Linked DNA regions of Callithrix jacchus: region 1 is linked to region 2. Evidence: chromatin contacts called from public Hi-C data. All regions are on one chromosome and are shown on one strand. Each heading gives the region's core, a stretch centred on a gene start, on an enhancer-like site or on the middle of the called end of the contact. The rest is flanking DNA. Distances are from core to core; before and after follow the strand shown.

Region 1 (6,702 bases), core at 3,460-5,959, 220 kb before region 2:
GAGGGGGAGGTCGCAGTGAGCTGAGATTACGCCACTGCACTCCAGCCTGGGCAACAGAGTGAGACTCAAAAAAAAAAAAAATGCTTTCCAGCACTACCTAACATCACCTCACACTCCAGCCTGGGCAACAGAGTGAGACTCAAAAAAAAAAAAAAAATGCTTTCCAGTACTACCTATGATCACCTCACATACCAACAGTGGTATGCTGGACACACCTTGGTAAACACCAACCCAAATACTTGTAATTAGTAAATGCATGACTCTCCAAAGTAACAAGGTCGTACCTTCTCCTTTATTCTTCTCCCTGGCACAACCTCCCCCATTCAACCTTCTTAAAAGAGCTTTATGTACTCACTTTCTCCAATTCCTTTCCTCCTATCTTCTCTTGAACCCACTTCAACCTGACGTTTACCCCTACCACTCCACCACCTGGCTTCTAAGACACTGCTTTTCATCAGTTTCTCCTGGACACACTTCAACTTTCTTCACTGGTTTCTCCTTTCTCCTCAATCTCTTAATGTTGATGAGCCCACCAACTTAATGCTGGTGACCTGAAGCTTCTTCCTTTCTCTGTCCATACTCATTCCCTTGCTTATCTGCTTCATTCATATGACCTTAATTTGTTAAATACAGTTAATTAGCCATTCCCAAAGACTTCCTCACATTTGTACATGGTAAGCCTTTAGACATTTAAATGATTTGATGAAATATCAAAGCATTAATAAATTAAAACTTATTTAAAGTTACGGCATCATGATAAAGGACACAGGCCCTGGAATCAGACTTACACCAAACCTTGAACCTGGCTTCATGCTTACTAGATTCACCACATTACACCTCAATTTCTTCAACTGATAAAATAGGTTTAATAACATTGCCAACTTTATAAGCTTTATCATGAGGGTAAAATGATAACTCATAAAATATTCATATAAAGCACCGGCATTTGCTGGCACAAAGTATGCCCTCATTCAGTGTTAGCCATTATAATTCAATTAAATGTTCCTATGTCTCGCTATGCTAAGAGAAATGGGAGCCACTTAAAAAAAAACAAAAAACAAAAAAAACTGTAGGACATGAACGTTACCATACAATAAATAATAGCCTTATGAAAGCAATACATATGCATATTTCTGAAAAATACAAATGAATCATAAAAACAGCATAAAGTGCTATCTATTCTTTGAAGTCTTCTGCCCACTTTATGAATGTACAAACTCGCCAAAGCCTGTTCCTATTGAGCTGAAAAAAGTACTAAACTAATAAAAGCAGATGTCAAAAAAATGAAACATTTTGATGCTTCTCTGTATTTCAGTTCTGACGATTTTGGTCACCAAATCACTAATTTTTGTATTGCTATTCAAGTTAATCCACACTACAATCTATGATAACTACTGTATGAAACTTTCTCAAAAAATATTTTTTAGAATATTAATTCGAGAGAGGAGACAAATTAATATATTTTTTGACTGCCAAATAAACAGAGAAGAGTTTTATTTAATTTTTTCTTTAAAAACCGTAAGGAGATCATGAGAGAACATAAACCAGAAAGAAAAAATAAAAATACAAAATTATTATAATAATAAAAACTAAGGACAGGTCTAAGTATACTGGTTCATGCCTATAATCTCAGCACTTTGGGAGGCCAAGGCAGGAGAGTGGTTTGAGCCCAAAAATTTGAGACAAGCCCAGGCAACATAACAAGACCGTCTCTACAGAATTTTTTTTATTATTATCTGGACATAGCAATGCATGCCTATGGTCCCAGCTACTCAAGAGGCTGAGGTGGTAGGATCACTTGAGCCCGAGAAGTTAAGGCTCTATGCGCCATGATTGCGCCACTACACTCCAGCCCGGGCAGCAGAGTGAGAAACCCTGTCAGAAGAAAAGAACAACTAAGGAGAAATCAAAAAGAAAGAGAAGGTATCAAGTCAGTGCAGAACTTCAGCTCCAAAGTAAAAATCAAAGTCAGTAAAATCTGCATAGAGTAATAAATATTAGGCACAAGGCAGTTAAAGATTAAAAATTAGCAGTTTTACTGGGATTTTAGGAACTTGCAGGGGAGAATGTGAGTGTTCATTATATATATATATATATACACACACCTTTTTGTGTGTTTGTGACAGCGTCTCACCCTATCGCCCAGGCTGGAGTGCAGTGGTGTGATCTCGGCTCACTGCAACCTCTGCCTCCCAGGTTCAAGCGATACTCCTGCTTCAGTTTCCTGAGTAGCTGGGATTACAGGCGTGTGTCAACATGCCTGGCTAACTTCTTGTTCTTTAGTAGAGATGGGGTTTTCACCATGTTGGCCAGGCTGGTCTCGAACCCCAGACCTAACAATCCACCCACCTCGGCCTCCCAAAGTGTTGGGATTACAAGCATGAGCCACCACACCCGGGCTCATTATATTTTAAGTACATCATAAAGCTGAAATTAACAAAAGTAGAAATAACATGCATTCACATTTTGAAAAACCCTGAAAGTAATGCAGCTACAAATATTCACTATTTGAGAGCAAGAGTTTTAAGAAGTTAAAATGATTTTAATTATGCCATAACCATTCTAATATCTATTAATTAAACAAGGAATTTTGACTACTTGGGTCCCCTTTCATAGGTTCTTCTCAGTTTATCAGCTAGATGACGTGTTCCTATACAACTTTGCTGATATAATTCAACCATGGATTATCTCTGAATGAGGCTGGGTACTACTGTGTTATAATAAAAGGGAGAAATAGCAGACTATAGTCTAGTTGTTAATAGCATGGACTTTGGAGCCAGGCTTCCTGGGTTCAAACTTCAATTCACACGTACTCTTTGAAATATACACATTTGTTCAAAAAGGAATATGTGCACTCTTCCTGGCAACAGTTGTAGTTTCCACAATATTTTAAAAGAGCTGTTGATTCCAACAGGAATTCAGTTCCCTAAAATCAGAGGCAGTAGTACATTTTGGTACATACAAGTTACTCATGCTAGGACTCTGGTGGTATTTTCCCTCATCGCCCCTAAATTCAGCCATTTCTATTATTGATTATTGAAGGCTTTAATAATAAAGACCTGATTTGAAGTCTGACTCATTCTTAAAAGCGGAACAGGCAAGACACACCTTAAAAAGTCAGAATCTCCAAGCCTTTGGTCAGGGCCAGCTATATAATCTGTGTAGGCCAATGTGAAATGAAAATATGACGCTCCTTGTCCCAAATGCAAGACAAATACCTTCAGCTTACCGGTAAGTAGAGAAGGACTGAAAAGAAAAGGAATTGTGGAATGTCTTATCTTTCCTTTTCCTCTCATGCCATCACTTTTAGTGTAAGTGGTTAGAAAATACAATAAGGTGGTTGGGCATGGTGGCTCAGCCTGTAATCCCGGTTTGGGAGGCTAAGGTGGGTGGATCACTTGAGTTCAGAAGTTTGAGACCAGCCTGGGCAACATGGGGAAACCCTGTCTCTACAAAAAATACAAAAATTAGCAGGGTGTGGTGGTGGATGCCTGTAATCCCAGCTGCCTGGGAGGCTGAGGCAGGAGAACTGCTTGAACCTGGGAAGTGGAGGTTGCAGTGAGCTGAGATCGCACCACCACTCCAGCCTGGGAGCAAGACACCGTCTCAAAGAACATAATAATTTCAAGATGGCAAGTGTGAGCCTTTCTGAGCACTTTGCACTTAGGTCTCTAAGTACAAAATAAGTGTTTCATGGAAGCCATTTAGTGAGCATCCTGAAGACTGTAAGACATAGGGCAGCAGGAAACCGTGACAGACACAAACATTGCATGAATTACATTTGCTCACAAGATTGCTCCATTATCTCATCAGACATCACTTACAAAACCTACGTTCAAATATCAACCACTAAGCATTTCAAGATGGCAACAGCAGAGCATTAAACCAAATTCACAACGCTTCTAAGAGCACTGGTTGCCTGCTCATGAAGCTGGCCTTACTCTCTGCTCACTTTCACTTCATACTCTCTGACCTCAAACAAAAAAACCCTCTGCCCATTCTCACTAGAGTGGGCATGTGCTAGTTACCTTTAAAAAAGAACAGGTTGGGTTCACACCTGTAATCCCAGCACTTTGGAAGGCCGAGGCGGGTGGATCACGAGGTCAGGAGTTCAAGGTCAACCTGGCCAAGATGGTGAAACCCCGTCTCTACTAAAAAATACAAAAATTATCCCGGCATAGTGGCAGGCGCCAATAATCCCAGCTACTCGGGAGGCTGAGGTAAGAAAGTATAAAGCAGGTACTAAGGGGCTTTAGGGGAAGATAAGTCTTCCTCTACAGTGAGAACTTCAGTATACACAGGAGTAAGTCCAGCCAAGGGAAAGAATGTTCTTGACAAAACAGCATTAGCAAAAGTAGTAGGAATTTTAAGGCAATTAAAGAAAATGTACAAGTGGTATAACCAGAAATCATGGTGCTCTATGAGGATAAAATATCTTAAAGGAGTTTGGACTGCACCTTAAATGCAATAAGGAGCCACTGGGAAGTTTCCTATTTGATACTTGCTTTGTAAAAATATTACTCTATGAAGAATATAGAGAGTGGAGTCTGCAGTCAGAGTGGGTACTAGTGGAATTTAGGGAATGAAATTAGGTTGGACGCTGGATTAGTGGGGAAAAGTGGGCGTGAGAAAAACTTAAGTTTAGAGGACAGTGTGACTGACCGGACGGGCGGGGAAAGGTTAAGAGAGGATAAAGATCATTAAGGATGATTTATCAGGCTTCTGGTCGGTTACCTGGATGGATGTTGGTGCCATTTCCCGAGAAGAGTGTTAAAGAGCCAGAGGTATACGGCAAAGAGAAAGAACATGAAGGTAAATTTCAGATATCTAAAGTTTCCCTAATAATACCTCTTTAACCCAGAATTTGCTCCCTGTTTGGCTTTTAACTTCCCTAGAAGCTGCCTCCGTGTTGCAAAGCTGGCTGACTGCTTAAACGGGCAACCAAAGAGATTCTTCTCACAAGAGGGAGCCTTTGAGCACAACCCGGGACATTGGAAGCTGTCAGGCTGAAGAAAACAAGAAGCTTTGGACTACCTAACACACCCCGCCTTAAAGGTCCCGGAGCGACTCCACCCTTAAAAGCCCCGCGTCTACGAATAAAAAATCCCGGCGCGTTGCGGATTGCGGGTTGCGGGTTGCGGGCTCCGCCCCCGGGAGAAGCTGGGGGCCGGTGGGTGCCCGGATGTGGACGTGAGCGAGTGTGCGTCACGTGACGTCGCCTGATCTGACGGGGCTCTGCCTGCGCAGGTGGTGTTGGGTGCGTCAACCAACCAATGGATGAGCGAGGCGGAGAATTTCGAATGTGGCGGCGGAAGTTGCAGGCGACTGGAGACGGTGCTGCGGCCCTGTAGGGCCCAGCGCGCCGGGCTCGTGCGTGGCGGCAGAACCTTGAAAAGCCTTGAAATGTTAGGAGGAGGAAGATAGCTGTGGCAGAAGTAGTCACCAAGGTATCGTTGTGGACACGCCTGCGGCAGGAGGCTCGCCGGGCCCATATCCGCCAGCCCCACCTCCCCTCGGCTTTTCCGGAGTCCCTGAAAGAGTAGGACGTAGTTTTTAAGGTGTGAGGCTAGGGCGTAGTGATGATCCCTGTTTGACTTCCCTTCGGTTCTCAGTATCGTTCTAAATTCGGTGGCCGAAAGCGTGGGCTGTGGAGTCCCACTGACCGCGCGCTTTTTGCCGTTCAGCCACTCGATCTGCGTTTTCAGATGTTCCGGCTTCTATGTTAAGTAAATGGAGATCCTAACTTCCTGCTTTTCAGAATTGTGTAGATTAAGTGATGTGCAAAGCTTTTTACAGTAGTTAAAAGTCTGCTCAACCTAAAGACACAAGAAAATTGACAGCAGTTCTTTGTGCAGCGTTTTAAGGTTGACGTCCTTCCTAGTCCAGGCCATTATCTTCCTCAGTTGCCCTGGAGAGGCCGGCACTGACTAGTGTCCTACTTGGCTGTCTTCGCAGCAGGACTAATTTGAGATCAAATATGCTAGGTTTTTTTTTAATCCAGAACGCTTACGGGAGTACTGTACAGATTGAGACCGTCACCTCGCACTGTAGCCTTTCTTTGCTTTCATTCTGTCTTCCCCACCCCCTGCTATCACCTTCGCCTTAAACAGGATATAAAACTTTTATTATGGAAAGTTTCTTTTGTGATTTTAACTTGATTAAAAGTAATAACTAAAACTTTTTAGGTAAAGGCTTTGCCTTTAAAATAAACTAAATCAGTAACTTAATCTTTATGACTCTCAAACATCTCCAATTCTAACTGAATTGTGTGAAATAACCTTACCATTAGTGCTTTTAAAAATAGATGCCCTAGCTCTGCTAAGAACCTCCCAGTATGTATTGTATATACCTTGGTAGAAAGAAAGCCCTTAAGTGGTATCTACAGTATCTATATTTAAGATTCCAGACACTGCATAAAGGAAAATAAGGCCTGGAGAAAATACTCAAGAGAGTGTAAGGTTTAGGAAGATATCCTTTATGGTGAAATTGTATGCATAGATTATTATTGGAAACAAGTCTTTTTCTTTCTTTTTTTTTTTTTTTTTTTTTTTTTGCAATTCTGAGATCTGCAAAGTGCAATCTATAGTAAAAGATGTTTGTGAAAAGTAGTTTGACATGTTTAGTAGCATGCTAAAGCCTACCTGATTTGCAGCATTGAAAGATTATACACATATACTTATATACTCAATAGTATATTCCCCT
Region 2 (6,362 bases), core at 3,105-5,604:
AATTATTCAAATAGTTCAGTTATATAGATCAGAATTTAAGGTTACCTTTTTTACTATTCATTTCAAGCCAACATAATTGAGCACAAATATGTACTGTATTAATTTGAAGAAGCTTCTAGTTATCAGCAAGAAATAGATACCAGATCAAATCTTATAACTTGAAACACTAATTCTACTCATGTTTTTAACTATATTTTAGCTACAATATAACCACATGGAATTAACCAAACAATCAAATGTAAAAAGACATCGTTTCAACAAAGATAAAGGCAAGTTTTAAAGCTTAAGGTCAGCTGAATAACTCTTTTCTTCACTCTGTGACTTATTTAGCTATTCATAATCACACAATTGGAACATCAAAATATTTTCTGTCAAGGTATGATTTGATGAAATGAAGCAGGGAAAAAAAATATCTCACCTCCAATGGTACTCTCTTGAAATTCATGAAACTGGCCTTTCACAAAACGAAGCACTAGGCTTGATTTGCCAACAGCAGACTCTCCCAGAAGTACTAGTTTGAACTGGCATATTTTATTTCCAGTATTTGGCCCGTTGGGTCTTGTTGCACCTCGATTAGCCATGTCCAAATTTGAAATAAATCCCTAATTTCAGACTCTTCAATGAAGTTCCAGAATTCAAGGCGTCAATCTTCTTCTTTCTGGAGGTAAAGAAACCTGCAAAGAAACAATTATGAAGTAAATGTACAAATCAGTAAAGCAAATTTACTATTAATCACTTTAAATTTTGCCTATAGCATATTATGATTATTTTAAGCTCTACTAGACCTTCAACATCCTTTAGAATAGGTCACTATCTTTTACAGGAAATTTAAAGGTATAGGATTTGAGCTCAAAATCACTTTTTTTTTTTTTTAAGGCTAACCTCTCAAAGCTTCAACTTTGTGCCAGGCAGTACTTTAAGTACTTAACTTCTCAACAATCCTATAAAATGAGATATTATTACAATCCTTATAAATGAGGAAGCAAGCCCAGAGATGTGAAAAAGCTTACTTGAGGTCACAGAGTTACTGTGACAGAAGTGACACAGAGCTGAGTTTCAAATCCAGGGAACCTGAGAGATGACTCAAGAGTTCAAGTTCTAGAGCCAGGCTACTTGGGTTAACATTTTTTTTGAGAAAAATTATGTTATTAATAACTGAGAAGCTTTTAGAGCAGATCCAAGAATTTATTATTACTTAAAGTCTTCTGTTAAACAATGTTTAATGGTAATTTCGACAACAAATATTTTCAGTCACCTGGGTTTGTGTGCCTAATGGCGGAAAGACTTAAAACTGTTTCCTCATCTGCTCAAGTATACCACACATAGAAATGTTAACAGTTGTTTTCTGTGTGGTGGGATTATTACTCATTTATTTACTTACACTAACTAACTTTTTTGTAGTTTTTGGATGAACAATATGCATGCCATTTTTTATAAACTTTAATTTTTTTGAGAAAGGATTTTGCTCTCTCACCCAGACTGGAGTGCACTGCAACCTCAACCTCCTGGGCTCAAGCACTCCTCTTGCCTCAACCTCCTGAGTAACTGGGACTACAGGGCACTCAAAACCATGCTGGGCTCATTTGTCAGTACAGACATTGCCCTGCTATGTTGCCCAGGATGATCTAGAACTCCCAGGCTCAAGCAATCCTCCTGCCTCAGCCTCCCAAAGTGCTGGGATTACAGGTGTGAGTCACCATGGCCAGCCTGCAGGCCATTATTTTTTTTTTTAAACAACACAGTAAAAAAAACTAGCCTGAATGGTGACTTCTATGTGTTACCATTATCTAATAATGCTAACTTTTAATCTCTAAGGAATTAGTGAATATTTGAAGAACTTTTTTCAATCAACTCACAAACCAATGTTCACAGTTTCCTTCTATCTTTAACCAAAATCCAAATATATGCTAATATATCAAACCTGATGATTCCTTCTCTAAAAACCCTGCTATATTTCATTTAGCTACCTCATACAAGAAATATGTCTTTTGCACCAGAGACAGGGGCTTACACCAGTAATCCCCACACTTTGGGGTGAGATAGGAGGATTGCTTGAGACCAGCCTGGGCAACATAGTGGGATCTTGTCTCTATATTAAAAACAAAAAATGAAAGAAATATGCCTTCCTCATAAATTGAGTTTATAAAAAACACTCTTCATAATGAACTAACATATCCATGAGATGTTCTTAAGGCAATAAAATTGCCTCCCTGCCTTAACTAAACACCAGCTTTTTAGAGTCCTTATCTTTTACCATTACATACTGAAATATTTAAAGACAGAATATCTGAGTTGCTTCCAAATAACAAGGTATAAATAAAAATGCCCCCTCCCCCACAAACACTAGATTTGGGGGTCTAATCCTGGCGACACCAATTTCCGCCTGGGCAAACTCTTTAATTTCCAAGTCTCTATTCCCATAATATCTAACTTGCATAGCTGCTGTGAGAATTAAATGAAACAACACATGTAAATAATCTCTAATACACACAGTAGGGACTGAAATTGCCTATAATGTGGTCCTTTGATAAGAAAATGATAAAATACCAATAGAACATCATATATTCTGAAAATGTACCAACACATCTTCAGATATTATACACTAAGTATCAACTGAAACATTTTCCATTTATCCTTTTAACTACTAAATAAGAAATTATTTATCAGGGACAGTATGCTCCAAATTTCTAAGGTACTTCCAAAATTTCAGGGACAGCAGACTCCCACTCTCTCACTAAAAAAAAAGAAATCAAAATCAAACAAGATTCTGATTTCACTTTGACTTTTAAGGTTCAAAGCTACTCAATTGTGGTTACTCCCCCGACCCCCAGCCCCCCATTCCCACCCAGGGATCTCAAACAAGAAATAACTTAATAGTAAACATACACTTAGCCTAACACTAAGGTTAAAAATTAAGTGCATTCATTTGTGTTCACTTCTTACTGAAACTCGTTTTGCAAAACAAGAATCTTGCAAAATATACATTTATAATCTTTTAAAAATAACTGTTATTCATTCTATAGTTAAAATCCTTCTACGGGTTGTTTGATCAAAAAATTTACTAATTTGTGCCGGGCACTGTTCCGTGTACTTTGCTTACACAAATGCTGAGTTATCACTTCCATTTTACTATAGGAATAAAGTTTATGAGCAATCCTCAGTATTCCCAGAGGTGCAACTGTTTTGTCTCATTATGTGTAAGGCAACAACTGATTGAACGCCTTGATTCCACTAAAGCGATACAAAAATTAAATATGCGAACTATGACGTTCTGAACTCAAAAGTTTGGAAGTCTCAGAAGGTAAAGCAGCTTCCAGGGAAGACATCAGAGCAACTTTCAAGGTCTCTACACAGTGAAGGAGTTCAGCGGTCCTGTTATCTTGAATCTCTTTAGAGCCGTAATACACTACCTTCCACATATATAAGAGGCGAGTCTCTAGACAGGCTGTTTTGACAAGGCCCCCACCCCCTCCACCACCGGTGTTTGGAAGTTGAGAGTAGGCGGAGCTCCCCACATTCACACCTGCAGTAGGCCCGGGTTCCTGCTAGGAGAGCACTTGAGTAGCTAATAGCCAACTCCAGCTCTCCTGGATAAGCAGCACTCGCCAGGTCCCTTGGCCTTTCCAACCTCCTCCCCCGAACCTAGCCGGCTTTGACCGAGACCCCCAGAACTGCCAGGACAGGGAACAGGCGGAACCGCGGCCTCCAGTACACTTTCCACGGCGCCATCTTGAGAAGGGAAAGGGTGACACCCGTCGCTCCCTCAGTCAGTCCCCAAATCCCGGTCTCCAGAGCCCCTTGAGGATGAGTCACCAGGGCTGGCAGAACAAGACGCTGAGTTCGGAAGTTCTCTGGCCCAGGACACTGGTGCGCGTGAGGGAAAAGGGGCGGGGGTCTCAGTGCCGGCAGGGCCGCGGACAGGCTGGGGACCGCGGATAACGTGGGGTCCATGCCCCCGCTGCGCAGGGGGAGGGGCGGTTCGGTTACCTGAGACAGCAGCAAGCGGAGCTGCGGGGCCGAAGCTTCCTGGCAGCAAGGCCCAGGCGTGGCCCGTGGGACGAGTGTGTCTATGGCGGTGGTGGTGGTGGCGGTGGTGTGTGCTCTTCGCGCCGCTCCCCTCACACTGGACTGTGCGGGGCTCCTGCTGTGGTGCCGCCCCTGTCGGGCTCCGTCTCCGCCTCTCGCCGCTCCGCCTTCCTCTTTCCTTTCTCCTCCTCCTCCGCCGCCGCCGCCGGCGCTCGAGTTCCGACTAATTCTGCCTCCTCCTCCCTCTGCCTCCTCCCCTCAGGCCAGCCGCCGGCTCCTTCACGAACCAAAACACAAACACTCAGGTCCCACCGCTGGAGCCACTTCCGCTGCCCGGTGTCGGCCCCACCGCCACGTCGCCGCACGCAACGAACTACGCCCCTTCGTCACTTCCCGTCACTGCCAGTCCGCCCTCTCCAGCCGTTTCCCCGCCCCTTCCCGAATCCCTCCCCGCCCTGGTTTGTTCGCGGGGCGGGGCGAGGCAGAATGTCACGTGACCCTGCGAGAGGCTCTGAGCCGCTCTGGCCGCCTTTCTTCCCTTCCCCCACCGCAGATGCGCGGGGCACGCCCTCTCCAGCGCCACTGTTAGCTGGGCGAGGGTCTCTGGGCTGCAGGCTGCTGGGGGCGGGGAAAATTCCTTTACTCTCCTTTGGGAGAAGACCAAAAGAACTTGTGTTTTGTTTTTTTTTCTGTGCCCAGCCCTTGTGGGAGCAGAGAGGTTCCCTCACCCCAATCTGGCACCTTTGCGAAGGGGCTTTATTAGAGGGCACTTAGACGTCTTAACTCCACAGAACCTCTTCCCTCAAAACGTCCCTGGGGTTGGGTGGGTCGATAAAGACTGGTAAATCGCACTTACCCTAAGGAGGAAGAGAGGGCCCTCTCTATCCCAAAAGTCGCCTTTAGGCGCGTAACAATAAGTCGCTTCCACTGAGAGTTTACCTGGTTTTGGTAGGGGGCGGGTAGGGTCAAATCCTAAAATAGTATCTAGCTTTTTTACTGCACTAAATGCTTTACAGGAATTATCCCGTTGAATTCTTACACTAGGAGTCTTTCATTCTGAAAATAACTTGTTAACGCCTGTTCCCTACATTCGAATTTTAATTCACCTTAGTGGTCCTCACCGCTGTAAACCTGTATCTAGCCCAGTGCCTGGCAGCCAAGTCTTCAGTCCCAGCGATGGATGTTTTACAGGTAAAGAATTTGAGGCAGAAGATGTTAATTTGTCCGAGATCACTGCTGGGTGGTGCCGAAGCTGAATTCTAATCTGCGGGTTGGCTCCAGAATGTGAGTTGCTGAACACAATTCTGGTGAAAGATAACCCAAGACCTTCGTTCCCCTACACGGGGGACCTACTGAAGATGTGCTTTTGTTGGACCCCACCCCACAATCAGTCTCTGGCGAGGCTTCTGCCCCAGCCCCTGCCAAAAAAATTGTTTTGGTAATTTGGTTGAAGAATATTCCATTGATCTTTCCCTTGGAATAAAGGCTACTTTTCAGTTTGCAGTTTACAATGTATAGCTCTGTTGTGAGGGCGAGAATATTGTCTTTGAAGCGCACCAGGTTAAGGTATCCTGTGGGTGCGCAGTCGGCATTGTGCCATGAAGATGATTTGAACTTTGAACAGCCAGTCTTTCATAGTAACTACCCAAGTGCCAGAAGAACGTAGTGTGTCATACGTAAATTGTACCTGTGGCGTTTTATCTACAAGGAGTTCCAATATGAACTGTTAGTCATGGTAATAGCTCTTGGACAATCCCAAGAGGAACCAGGAAATAGGATATGTCTCATCAGTCATGTCAGCAGCATGCGAAAACCAAACCTATTCCACTCCAAACCTGCTTCTGCTTAGAGACTGGCATTAACATCCTCCCAGTCACCCAGACTTGGAAAGGCAGAATCATCTTCAGCTCTTCCTTCTCCTCACAAACCGTTGTCCATTCCATCAACAAATTATATAATCCCCAAATTTGAGGTCTAATCCCAACACCTCGTCCACGGTAGTGTTTCTATAAATAAACTGGAATTAATGCATACTGCTGCTCTTTCTGTCCATTCTTTACACTTTAGCCAGTCACTCTACTAAAAAATGTTCAGTGGTATCTCATTACTTGCCACTCTAAAGTTCTTTTAACTCTAGTCCCAACCCATGTTTCTTTCGTTCCATTTCTATAGAATCCCTCTCACCAAACTATTTGTCCCCTAACCACACGTATCTACTCTGTGTTCCCTGAATATTGCCTATGTGTTGCCATCTTGGTATCTGATCACTTTATTCCCTACACTTAGAACACCATTATTGCCCATAACTGCTGTTTCCATCTCAGCCAGGATACCAG

The links. Hi-C and Micro-C count contacts between places; a contact is called where the count stands out from the background.
Region 1: a Hi-C map of skeletal muscle shows a contact between it and region 2, with 2.8 times the contacts expected there. The contact joins the promoter of SGO1 here to the promoter of RAB5A in region 2. A contact is called at or near these places in 2 of 3 Hi-C or Micro-C datasets (both in skeletal muscle).

The regions. Positions count from the first base shown.
Region 1 is chr17:58,678,590-58,685,291 of calJac240_pri, reverse strand. It overlaps SGO1 (shugoshin 1), which reads left to right and starts at 4,709. Exons shown (of 8, transcript XM_078354397.1): 1 at 4,709-4,812.
Region 2 is chr17:58,460,293-58,466,654 of calJac240_pri, reverse strand. RAB5A (RAB5A, member RAS oncogene family) reads right to left here and starts at 4,354. Exons shown (of 6, transcript XM_002759644.4): 1 at 3,988-4,354; 2 at 419-674. The coding sequence starts at 581.